2 separate regions of the Mus musculus genome follow, and region 2 is linked to region 1. A link is a contact called in public promoter capture Hi-C data. All regions are on one chromosome and are shown on one strand. The core of a region is the stretch at or near the end of the contact, and the rest is flanking DNA. Distances in the headings are between cores, read along the strand shown. Region 1 has its middle 15 kb from the start of C1qtnf4. Region 2 holds the start of Celf1 (CUGBP, Elav-like family member 1).

Region 1 (6,691 bases), core at 2,142-4,641:
GGACACACATGCAAGCAAAATACCTATACACATACAAAAAATTTAACAGGTGTAGTAGGTAAAGGTCTTTGCTGCCAAACCTGACAGTCTGAGTTTGACCCCCAGGACCTGATGGAAGGAGGGAACTGACTCCTGCAGGTTTTTCTTCATCCTCACACTTGGGCTGTGGCAGAAATACAGTTACAGAAGGAGTGAATAGAGGAATGTAATTTTACAAATAGAAATGCAGGTCTTTCCATTCCTTTCTTAGTCACTGTTCTGTTGCTGTGAAGAAACACCATGACCAAAGCAACTCTTAGGAAAGAACATTTAATTGAAGATTTGCTTACACTTTTAGAAGGGAAGTCCACCATCATCACGGGGAGGGCGTGGTGGCCTCATGCACAACACTGGGACAGAAGCTGAGAACTGCATCCAGATCCGAAGGTCCAAAGGCAGAGACGTAGACAGAGAGAGAGAGACAGAGAGACAGAGAGACAGAGAGAGACAGAGACAGAGAGAGAGAGATTGAGAGAGAGACAGAGAGACAGAGAGGAGACACAGAGAGACACAGAGACAGAGACACAGAGAGAGACAGAGAGACACACATGGAAAGACAGAGACAGACAGAGACAGACAGAGACTCTGGGTTTGGTATAGGCTTTTGAAATGTCAAAGTACACTCCCAGGGATGCCCCCCCAAAACAAAACAAAACAAAACAAAAAAAAAACAAAACAAAAAACCACAACAAACCTTACCTGGGTGGTGGTAGCATACACCTTTAATCTGAGCACACAGGAGACAGAGACAGGGGAGTGTGAGGCCAGCCTATTTTACAGAGTGAGTTCTAGAACATCGAAGACTACAAAGAGAAACATTGCCTTGAAAAACAAAAAACTGGAGAGATGGCTCATCAGTTAAGAGCACTGGCTGCTCTTCCAGGAGTCCTGAGTTTAATTCCCAGCAACCACATGGTGGCTCACAACCATCTGTATTGGGATCTGATGCCGTCATCTGGTGTGTCTGAAGACACTGACAGTGTACTCATATACATAAAATAACTAAATAAATCTTAAAAAAAAAAAGAAAGAAAAATCAAACAAGCAAAAGCCCACCCCCAGTGACATACTTCCTACAACAAAGCCACATCTCTTAATCCTTCCAATCCTTTCAAATAGTGCTACCCCTGGGGACTAATCATTCAAATATGTGAGCCTATGGGGCTCATTCTTATTCAGACCACAATAACCTTCGTTCTTAACGTTCTACTGGGTTAAGTGATTTTAAAAGCTTGACTCTGACACCCAAATATGAGATTTCTCTCCCAGAGTGGTATTGCGTGTAAATACGATAGAGGCAGCACCACTGATGACCTACTAATCTCTCCAAACAGAGGTTTCTCCCCGGATAAGCACAGGTGGGTTAACCTACCGGGGTGAAGGGCAGAAGGGGTTAAATAGGCAAAGGCCACAGACTGGGTCATCTCTGAGCTCCTTGCTCTCCCAGGAATGAGCCAGGTGTGGGGGGTGTCTAGCTAGAAACAGGGAACTATTTAAGGATAGCATTTACCATTGGTATTATCATTTTCATCATCTTTATTCTTTGTGAAAACACCAAATCATTTCTTTAGGTTTCCAAACTCAGAACCTAGCTAGTGTCATATATAATACTACAATAAATTTGGGGGTGGGAGGACACAGTAAAGACATACCCACCAGGTGTTTTCAGAGTCAGCTTTACATATTTCTCTAATGTTTGGGCTTTCTCTGCCACACCACTGTGACCCTTTCCTGGGACTTATCTCAAGGGCTCCTCAGCACCCTGGTTTTGCAGCTCATTTGGAATGACTAGGTACCTTAGCTTTCTCTCATTATTTCTTCCTGTGCAGGGTTTCATTGCCTTCTCTAAACCATGCCTTTCCTCTGCTTGGCTTAGCAATGTTTCCCCAGGGACAATGAGGAACAGCTAGGCTGAGTACCCGGCCTTCCCTGACAACTGCCAGTTTATTCCCAAGAGGAGCCCAGTCCTCGGCTCACTCGCCTGACACTGAAAATAAGTCAGGGATATGTTTGTCCTTTTGAGAGCCCTGATTTCCAAGGACTCACCTTTCCTTCCAGCTCTTATGCCTTTTAAATAGTGTTAGTTACACCCTCTGTGATGCTAGGCTGGCGTCTTTGGTTCTGTCCTCCTTTCTCCCACTGAGAGACTTTCTGCAAATGGCATGTCCTCATTTCTTCTTTAGACCTTCCTATACTATTTGTACCACATTGCCATCTAGTTTCTAAATTCGAGATAACTTTTCTCTGACTTCCTTAACTCATTTAAGCATCGATTCAGTCTCTCCCCACCATGCCCTTTCCTCTTAAGTTAGCTCCCCCTCTTTCTGATTTTTGAGACAAAGTCTCACACCATAGCCTAGGCTGGCCTCAATCTTAAGGCAATAGTTCTGCCTCTGCCTGCCAAGTGCTGAAATTATAGGTGCCAAGTCTGGCTGTGGTTCCTGGCTTACTGACTGACAGCACCAGGTGTCCCTTTTCATGATCAGAAGGAAGTTTAGGAGAGAAGCTTCAGGCAGCCAGAGGGGGGCTGCAGCGATTGCCATTGGTTCCCCTAATTTGTCTCTGGATCATGGGAATCGCATATCAAATATCCAGTATAGCAGATATTTACATTACTATTCACATCAGTAGCACAATTACAGTTATGAAGCAGCAATGAAAATAATTTTATGATTGGGGGTCACCACACATGAGGAACTGTATTAAAGGGTCACAGCATCAGGAAGGTTGAGAACCACTGGTTTAGCTGGGGGAGATTATAGTGGCTGCAGCACTAGCTGTGTCTCCAGTCCACTGCTATATAGCCACTGGAATGTGGCTAGGTGGTCCAAGATATCCTTCCAAAGGGATTTGGCTTCCATGTCTCACTCTGTGTCTGGTTCCTCCCACATTATCATCAGTTACACCCAGATGTGAATTCTACCTCTCTGGTGCTTACTAACAAATTTACATCGTTTTTTGTAATTGTTTTCTCATTTGGAAACTGGGGATATTACCTGGATTGTGGGGCCACTGCTAACACATGTGTGTACCTGGACTCCACTTAGCTCAGGGGTTCTCATGGGTCTTACATTCTTGGTGAACTGTCCCCACCCTTAGCTTTATTCTGTAGCTGAATTTTTATTGTTTTGTTTTGTTTTTTCCTTTGTGGCTCTGACCAAGGGGAGGACAGAAATGTAGATGATTTGGGGAAAGTTAGGCAATGAGGGGGTGGACAGGAATTTCAAAGAGGCGAGGAGGAATTAGGCTGTTTAAAACATCTGTGACTGCAGAACTCTACACCCACTTTCCATTTATAAATAGCCCTGTCTCTCAGCCCAGCTCCTCCTGCACAAAGGCTGCATGGAAGATAACACAGATAGCAGCTGCTGGCGGACAAACATAGAGCAGAGGCTGCGGACCTGTGCCTGTGGGGCTTGGGCTCAGGCTGCAGGATGAAAAGAAGGCAGGGAGAAGTCTTGAGAGCTGTGGGTCAGAAAAAGATACCACCCATGGCCCTTAGGGTAGATAAAACTGCAAGAGACTCCTGTGCCCTAGCCACAACAGAGCTAGCCTGAGGCTTATCTACCTTCTGTCCTCCCTCGGTGGACAGAAAAGATAGGAGACACACCTCTGAGGCAGCACTCCTGAGAACCTAGGGTGATTTTTCTGAAGAGAGGCAGGGCAGAGAGGACTCCAGGGTTTCTGCCTTAGGAAACAGGGTGTTGATAACATGTCTTAGAAACTTGGAGAGCAGAAATACTGCTACAGGCTTGGGAACAGAGGCTACTATGTAACTCAGTGTGGGATTCTGTGAGACACTCAGGCAGGTCTGTGCGGAGACAGCTGGACACATATCCAACAAGTGTCTGCTGAATAGTAGAATGTGCTGGTCTCTGCTCCAGGTGTTCCTTCAATGGCCTTGAAGAAAGGGTAGGACAGCCAGAGAAGCAGTCCCGCTGCTCTTCAACTCCTTTATGAATTTTATTGACTTTGCTGTTATCTGTAAAATATCCCCTATCCTAGCAGTAATAGCTACAACGCACCAAATGCTAACTGGACCCATATACTTGATTTAATACTCCAGTAAGCATTATTTCTTATTTTAGAGATGAGAAGGTTGAATTCAAGAGGATTAAAGCTTTAACTTATAGTTCAATTGTAGAATGTTTGCCTTGTATGCACAAACCCTGGATTCAGTTAACAGCTCCATAAAATCAAAACCAAGAGCCGGGTGTGGTGGCGCACGCCTTTAATCCCAGCACTCAGAAGGCAGAGGCAGGCGGATTTCTGAGTTCAAGGCCAGCCTGGTCTACAAATTGAGTTCCAGGACAGCCAGGGCTATACAGAGAAACCCTGTCTCAAAAAACTCCCCCCCAAAAAACAAACAACCCCCCCAAAACAAAACCAAACCCCAAACCAACCGAGCAAGAACCACAAGTAACTGATCTAAAACCCCACAGCTGGTGACAGAGCTAGAGACTGCTCCCATTCCACCATCCTGTCTCTGGTTTTAAAAAACAACTCGGTCAGAGAGATGGCTCAGTGGGTACAGGCACTTGCTGCCAAGCCTGGTGACTGGAGTTGAATCTCTGACATGTTCTTAAAGGAGAGAACTGACTCCTACAGGTCATCCTCTGGCTTCTATATGTATTCACAGCCTTAGCAGACCGTCTCCCCATTTCCAGCTGCATGAACACACAACTTAAATACTGAAGAAACCAATGTCACGCCTTCATTAAATGTTTAATGACTGCCCGGCTAGATATGAACTATCCATCCCTCTTGTGACTCCATGATGCTTGTACCACTCCGCCAGCAGTAAGCAGTGTTTCAGAGCTCAGGGAGAGCACATTTTACATATGGTTTCAACTAATCTAACATTCCTTCATTGTGCATGTACGGCGTATGGAGCACACGCCATGCCACACGTGGTCCCAAGACTGAACTCATGCTTGACATCAGATGTCTTTACCTGATGAGCCATCTTTATTCCCTACTAGACTTTTCATGATCTTATCATTTGTGCATCTCTCAGTGGACAGGAAACACCATGGAAGACAAGAATATTTACCACAGGACTTCTGTCCTCTGCTGTGCAGAGGGGTAGGCTGGTATTGAATTCCAGGGGCAAGTGAGCAGGACAATGCATGGCTGCTCCCATTCTCACCCCTCTCCTTTGTTTTTAGCCAAAAGACATTCTCATCAGTCCTTCTGCCACCAGGAAGGCAGGGTCCCAGACTGGATAGAGAATGTGCAATGCTGGGTCTTGTCCTTACCTAACCTTTGGCACTTCCTGCTCCTCGGAAGCAGATGCAGTACCTGACATTTGCCATGGAAACCTGGCTTTTCTAGGGAACTCTTTTGGCTGCCTTTCTGAGGTAGAGGTTGGTGCCACATAGTTTCAATTGGAGAGTTGGAGGCTTAGTGTCAGTTTGTACCCTCACGACCCTGCTCTTATATAACTGCTTTGTCTTGCTGTCCTCCAAGTCTGTCCTCTGCCCGGATTTCCCTGTAACTATCAGGATCTATTTGAAGATGTTCTTCAGGGTTGTGGCAAGTTTGTTCCAGAGCAGATGTTTTAATACAAATCGTACTTAAATGGTTGTAGACAAGTGATTTTGGACCCTGTCACTTCTGAGACATGGCCGTGAGACAGTGGTAGGCTAGGTTAGTGTGAGCAGACTTGTTTTTTTTAAGATTTATTTATTATTATATCTAAGTACACTGTAGCTGTCTTCAGACGCACCAGAAGAGGGCGTCAGATCTAATTATGGATGGTTGTGAGCCACCATGTGGTTGCTGGGATTTGAACTCAAGACCTTCGGAAGAGCAGTCGATGCTCTTAACCACTGAGCCATCTCTCCAGCCCGTGAGCAGACTTTTAACACACACATACAAACACACACACACACACACACACACACACACACACACACACACACACACACTACTAGGCCCTTAAGATTTCTCAAAACTCATGTAAGCACAACTAATGGAAGGTCAAGTTCTTATCTCCCCTAGAAATATAGTCTTTAAAAAAAGAAATAAAGAAATGGGCCAGGTGGCAAACACCACTAATTCCAACATTCTAGAGGCAGAGGGGGATGATGTCTTAAGTTTGAGGGCAGAGGCTCTGGACTGGAGTTAAGAGAGCTTTGAGCCACCTAGTCTGAGTGCTGGCAAAGGGAACTCAGGTCCCCTGCAACTGTGAGCCTTCTTAACTGTTGGTGTTGCCCCACCCAGCCCACTCCAGCTAGTTCTTCTAGAAAGCCCAATAGGGAGCTGAGCACTGTCAAACTATAATCCCAGCAAATGGAGGCTGAGGCCAGCATGGGCCACACAGAAAGACCCTGCCTCAGCTAAACTAAGCTAGGTCATTTTAAAACCAGCTGTGGCCAGGCTGATTCCAACCCTTGGGAATATCAGAAAGTCAAAGACAACTAAGCTATTATTTTGAGAGCTTATCTCACAACAGAACACTGCAGACCAGTAAAACAATCTAGAGAAAGTGCTAGAGACCAAGAACTCAACTGCAATTCTCCTCTTAGCCTTCTTTGGTGCTGGCATTTCAGCCATGAGGCATTGTGACTGTTTGAGACAGAGTCTACATAACTCAGACTGACCTCAGGCTGTGATCCTCTATGCTTCAACCTCCTAAACTGTCAGGATT
Region 2 (6,262 bases), core at 2,416-4,915, 70 kb before region 1:
ATGTGACACATTTCTGTTAGTACCAGTACTTGGAAGGCAGACCAGCCCAGTCTACAATAGTAAGTTTGAGGCTGGCCAGGGCGACATAGCCAGGCTACTGTCAACAACAAAAACCAGTAATTCTAAATTTAAAGCCACTGACTTGTATACCTTAAATGGATAAATTATATGGTGTATGAATTGTATTTTTAAAAAAGCACTTTTTTACAAGGCAGATGAAAGAACTTAATCAAATCCTATTACTTGCTGGTTTACAGAGTACAGAGCTAGCTGGGTGGTAGCACACACCTTTGATCCCAGCATTCTGAAGGCAGAGGCAAGAGGATCTCTGGGAGTTTAAGGACAGCCAGGGCTATACACAAACCCTCCCTGTCTCAGGGAGGCAGGGGGTACAGATCTATCTGTTGGGAAGACCAAAATCCCTGCACAGAGAAGCCTATGCTCTTGCTTCCTCTAGGTGAGAGCTGTCTTTCCCCCAAGGTATCCACTACTGCTACCATCTACAACCTACTTCTTATTAGAGCATACACACACACACACACACAAAGTGGACATATATACAATAGGTCTCTGTTAATTTCCTGTCTTACTCTTTCTTCTGACCCACATCTTTAAATGAGGGATTCTTCTGCTCCTATGCTGAGTGGAGGATCTACTGGCCTATCTCTTGTGAGCAGAAACTATACTACAGATCATTACTTAAAATTATTTAAAGTGTGGCTGGGAGCTGGAGAGATGGCTCAGAGAATCCGAGTCACATCTCCTACAATTTCTCTAACTCCAACTCCTGGGGGTCCCAGCATTCTCTTCTGACCCTCCTGGGCAGTATGCATGTGTTATACAAACAAGCTGATGAAACACCATATACTTAAGAATAAAACATGGCTAGTAAAGCCTACCACCTACTATTAAAGCTACATCACAGCCAGGCGTAGTGACACACTTGTTTTTCTATAACTTATGAGACGGGGCAAGAGGTCAGGAATTCAAGATGGGGGAAGGGGACAACACAACCAAGCTGATTAGGATAAGTCTACTTTGGTAAATAATAAATGCTTCTCCACCATGTACAAGACAGGCATGGTGGCATAGACCAGTAGTCCAGCACTTGGGAAACTGAGGTAGAATTACAGGGAATTTCAAGGTCAGCCTGAGCTGTAGAAAATGAAGATCCTACCCCTAGGAAAAAAAGAAAAGGATGTGGACTAGGGAAAAAACTCAGTGGAAGACAGCATGCCTATCAACTGTGGGAGGCCAAGAGCTGCATTCCCAGTAACACAAAAGAACACACACTGACAAAAGAAGGCTAAAGTGATGAAGACAAAGTTGGAAAGATGCGGCAGTATACACCGTAATCCCAGCACTTGGGATGTAGGCCAGTGAGGACTTCATAGGAAGACCCTGTCTTGGGGGGGTTGGAGGGGCCCACAGGGTAAAGTTGTACACATACACACCCATTTTAACAACAATCTCCGAAAGGTAAGATTTTTTTCCCATTTGAATTACCAGTATGTTTTATAATGAATCTGCAACTTCTGTAACAAGAAAAGTATGCAGACATCTTTAGAACATAAGTCATTCTGGCTCCAATTTTCACTATCTGCCCAGCAGCCCACAGGTACAATCATTGGTTAACTAACACTAATGGACACCAATTTCTAGAGGATTGTGGAGATTAAAACAAGGATCATAATAAAAGAATGACTTGACCAACTAGTAACCTACTGCAAAAAGATTTGAAAATTGTGTAGATTTTCTAACTTCAAGCCCAGAGCCCTTGCCATTCCATCACATCTTAAATCTGCATCATTGCTCATGATAGTGTGATAGTGTTGTGAATTTTTTTTTACAAAGGCAAAGCAAGCAAACCTTTGGTGGGAGATGTTTTAAAAGCACTTGCTATAATAACCTTGGGCAAATAAGTCACTTTCCTTTGTGAGAAAGCCAAAGCACTGAAGAAAAAAAAAAAAGCAACCCTTTCAACTGTAACAGCCCCTCTTGCTAATGGATCCTTGGGAAAAGAAAACCCAAAGGGTAAGAATGAATGAGAGGATGGAGACGTAGGCTCTGGAGCCAAGAGCCATTCTTAAGAGAAACAGGTGGTGGAGAAGAAGAAACCAAGAGAACTCATAAGCTTGCCAGCTAAAGTAACAGCTGCAAATCCCAGCTTTGCTTTACCATAAGCATGGCTTTCAATCCTCCCTAGGTCATGATCAGAAACCACACTCTCAGGCAATAAAACTACTAATATAAAAACTAGTATAGAGAGAAAAAAAAAATCAGTGCCGTTGCAGTTGGTCCATTCTAACCTCCATGATTTTCCAAGTACACTTGTTAATGCCAAAACCAAAAAGAACTCTAAGCAATTCCATCTGAAGACACCGTCATTCTAAGGATCTAAAAAGAAACAAACTGGAAAAAGTGAAAAAGTGCAATTCAAACCTCTTCAACTCAGAGACTAGAAGACAGAGAAGAGATCTTTTAAAGGTTAAGTTCCTTTTAAGTGTGTGCAAAGGGTGTTTGTAACCTCCTAACAATGCAGACATTATCAACAGAGTCTATGCTCTTTAAAACTGTTCAACAGCTTTTATATACAGCATTAACTCTGAGCACCAGAAAGAGATTCTGTTGTGCTAAACCAAGCTCTGACCAAAATCTCACACTTTCTCCCCGGAATCAGTCTCTAAACCAATGAGAAGCTCCTTAAAAAGCATATGCAATGGTCGGAGAAAATTAAAACAACATCCTGTCAGAACCACCACAACCGAGACACCACTACCGACTTTAAATCCAAAGCCTGGGACCTAGCGAAGAAGGCACCCTCCAGAGCCGTCCCCGCTCCTGGGTGCGAGATTCGAGCCCTGCTACTAGGCCTTGACTGGGCGAGCGAGCACCTGATGTGGGGGGTAGGGCGAGCCAAAGCGGCCCCAGGGCGAGAACTGCAAGAGCTCCGGAGGATCGAGAGGAGCGCTGCCTTCTAGGGGCGGGAATCTAGGACACCCCCGGGGGTGGGCACGAAGAACACGTGGGGCGACAGGGTCAGGGAAGCGGCGTCTCGGGTAGACAGCCGCGATCTCGCCCAGCGGACCCGGAGAGGAGGACTCGGGTGCGGTGCAGGAAGCAAGCCCTCGGGGCCGGGAGAGTGGAGGCAAAGGGCAAGGGAGCCGGGGCCAGGCCACGAGGAGGGCGGGTCTCCCTGGGAGCAGGGGCACGCGCCGGGCGGACGCGAATGGGCCCCCGAGTCCCGAGCAGTCCGCGGCCTGGTCCCCGGGGTGCGGGGAAGCGGGAGCGACCGCACCCGGAGGGCCCTGTGACCCGTAGCCGCCCGAACCTGACCCGCCCCGCGGCGCCTCCCTCCAGCCTCCCTCTCTTTCCCTCCCTTCATCCCGCGGCCCGTTATCCTGCGGCCGCCGCACTCACCAGCGGCTGCACCTGAGCCCGCCGCTGCCTCAGCTGCTGCCTTGCTCCTCCGCAGCCGCCGCTGCCTCGCTGCTGAGGCCGAATCCCGGGGGAGCCTCCGCGTCCCGCCGCCGCCGCCGCCTCTGCCGCTGCCGCTGCCGCCAGAGCAGAACACCCCAAAATGGCGGCACTTCCGGCACCTACCACCGGCGGGGAGGGCCGCCGCGGAGGGGGCGGGCGGCGAAGGGGAACGTACCACCGCGGCGCCGCCCGCCAGCGCCGAGCCGAGCCGAGCGCCGCGCAGGGGCGGGCGGAGGGCCGGCGCTGCAGCGCCCCCTCCGGCCGGGGAGTGAAGGAGCAGTCGCTCTGAAACCCTGGGGGCCGCGGGCGGAGCCCTCAGCCCTGGGAGCTGTAGGGGTGCATCTCTTTGTCTCAGAGCTGCACTGGAGGGAAGACCCCGGCCTGGGAATCTGAAGTTCTTGCCTCTGCGCACCGCACTAGCTGCACCTCTGGCGGGCAAGCAACGCAGCTTGGCAATGAAAAATACACATAATAAATATCGAATGAATGAATGAATGAATGAATGAATGAATGAATGAATGAATGAATGATGGGTGCTTGGCTAACACTGGACGCAGGGCACACCCTTTCTTTTTGCACATCAGCATACAGACAACTGTATCCAGGCCTTCCTTCTGATGGAATGTGTGTTGCAAGCTTTCAGAGTTAGGGAAGTGCCTGTACAGAGATGTTCAACTGCATGCATGCGCAATCTGGCAAAAATCCCTGCGGCACCAGAAAGCTCTTAAGTATTCTATTAAGAGACTACCCAGTCCAAACCTACTCTTCTTGGGAAAAAAAATAACAATTAAAACACTTTTTACGAATCCAGCACCCCCTTTTAGGATTCGGTATTCCTAACCTGCATCTAGCTGGATTCACGCATTAAGTGTGTTGTTTATTACACAAAGTCAGTGAAATGTGAGACAATGAAATGCAGATTGAGAAAACTTAGTTCTGGGAGGTCAGGGCTCCATCAATTTACAAATTACTCATGAGTTGGCAATTATTTCTCTTTATCACTTAGCTTCCTAAAGCAAAATATATATCCACAAATGCCGGTTATACCCTACCCTACCCTACCACACTCACTAAGGCAGCCCCCACCCCTGCCCCAAGCAGCAGCCAAGAGTTTTCCCCTGTGCTAGAGGCACAAACAATCATGTAGATCAAAACAATTAGCCCCTAGGTTGTTCATTATCAAATTACCTAAATTGTACTGTAAAGCTTTGGTTGTTTTTTGTTTTTTTTTTTTTTTGTTTGTTTTGTTTTTTTGAGAGTTTCTCTGTGTAGCTCTGGCTGTCTTAGAACTCCCTCTTGTTACTGAGACTGACCTCAAACTCACTTGGTGATCCGCCTGCCTCTGCCTCCCCTAAATGCTGGGATTAAAGGCGTGTATCGCCACACCCGGCCTGTTCGTTCCAATTTTCAAATTGGTTTTCTACCTTCTTGTTGTTGATTGATGGGAATGGAGTTAGAGATGTAACTTGAATTAGTTGCATATAGATGGATACGTTAGGAAAAATTAGAGTGGTTATGAAAGATGGAACACTGGTATTTTTAACTAGTTCTTGAATAAGACTCTTGGCAAAAAAAATAACTGTTAGGAGAAAAAATTAGTCCTGCTGGTAATGGAAGATTTCTAAGAGTCGTTAGGGTTACTGCAGAGAATTTATTTCATTGGAGGGATAATGATGAAAATAATGTTTGCGTTGTTAGGGTCTGAGAATTTGGGAATAATCCACTATGAAAACCAAGTTTTGAGCCAGCAAAATGTTTCTTTATTCAACTTTATTCAAAGGCTGATATATCAGGGAGACGGCGGGGTTCAGGATCCAAAACTATGTCAGTCAGGGGCAGAACAGAACAACTTTTTGCTCCTGTACTTTTTTCTTTTCTTTTTAAAAGATTATATATATTCTAGCTGTCTTCAGATACACCAGAAGAGGGCATCCCATTACAGTGGTTGCTGGGAATTGAACTCAGGACCTCTGGATCTCTGGAAGAGCAGTCAGTGCTCTTAACTGCTGAGCCATCTCTTCAGCCCCAGAACAACTTTTAAAGACAAAACTCCACAGACTACGTGGGGTAGGGGGCATCCAACCAGATTCACGAATACATTGGGTTTTTCACACCTGGTATTTTAGGTGGCTTCCTGCATAATAAGTGTCTCGGGTGGTTTACTTGATAGCTTGGCCTGGATTGAGGCCAGCCAGTGATGTTTGGAGCAGGATACAGTGGCTTGGATTTATCCAGAACATTTGAGCTGTTCCTGGGAATTTAGCTTAGTATGAAATGGAGACTATATACAAGATGGAATCTCTGTAGCTATGGCCCCCAACATTTCTTCCTCTTCCTTGTAACGCATGAAACCTTTGATGTCATAACTCTTGGTCAGTATATAAGGGGTTACATTGGGTCTTTGGAACCATGAGCTTAACAACATTTATCCTAACTCGCACAAAGTGAGAAATGAAATTTTATAGGCAAAGGGTGTGTTGGGGTCTGGGAATCACTGCACAAATCACTTAGACACCAATCTCAGTCAACTTGGGATAGTTTATATCACAGCCCAGGACTGATCAACAAGGGACACAATTCAGGCTCAAGAGCTGAACCATGACTCCAAGTTCCTACAAGGCTCTTAAGCCTGAGATATACAAACATCTGCGCCAAGTTATTCCACCAATCAAGACTTAGGGATAGGGGTTTCTGTAGGAACATGGCTTTGTTACTCTTATGCTGTTCCCATTGGTTGGAATATTCAGCTGTGACAGGGGACCTGCCTTGTTTAATATTCATG

Evidence for each region. Promoter capture Hi-C pulls out the DNA fragments that hold promoters and counts their contacts.
Region 2: a contact with region 1 is called in a promoter capture Hi-C map of 3T3-L1-derived adipocytes, with 2.6 times the contacts expected there. The contact joins the promoter of Celf1 here to the enhancer-like site in region 1. A contact is called at or near these places in 17 of 39 promoter capture datasets (the 3T3-L1 cell line, 3T3-L1-derived adipocytes, the C10 cell line and 11 more), 2 of 15 datasets of contacts at CTCF or cohesin (embryonic stem cells and pro-B cells), 10 of 484 Hi-C or Micro-C datasets (the G1E-ER4 cell line, cardiomyocytes, cerebral cortex and 5 more), 7 of 115 datasets of contacts at active chromatin or transcription factors (the 230-238 cell line, the SCID.adh cell line, bone marrow-derived macrophages and 3 more) and 3 of 9 other capture datasets (adipose tissue, liver and pancreatic islet).

What each region holds. Positions count from the first base shown.
Region 1 is chr2:90,867,156-90,873,846 of GRCm38.p6, reverse strand. No RefSeq gene overlaps it. Among named protein-coding and RNA genes, the nearest start is that of C1qtnf4, 15 kb to the left of the region's middle. Within about 2 kb of position 3,391, at least 110 of the 459 cell types and tissues checked have an H3K27ac peak or open chromatin away from gene starts, as enhancers often do. A contact at or near this core is called in 3T3-L1-derived adipocytes, the G1E-ER4 cell line, adipose tissue and 7 more, where this site is marked.
Region 2 is chr2:90,937,800-90,944,061 of GRCm38.p6, reverse strand. Celf1 (CUGBP, Elav-like family member 1) reads right to left here and starts at 3,665. Exons shown (of 14, transcript NM_198683.2): 1 at 3,421-3,665.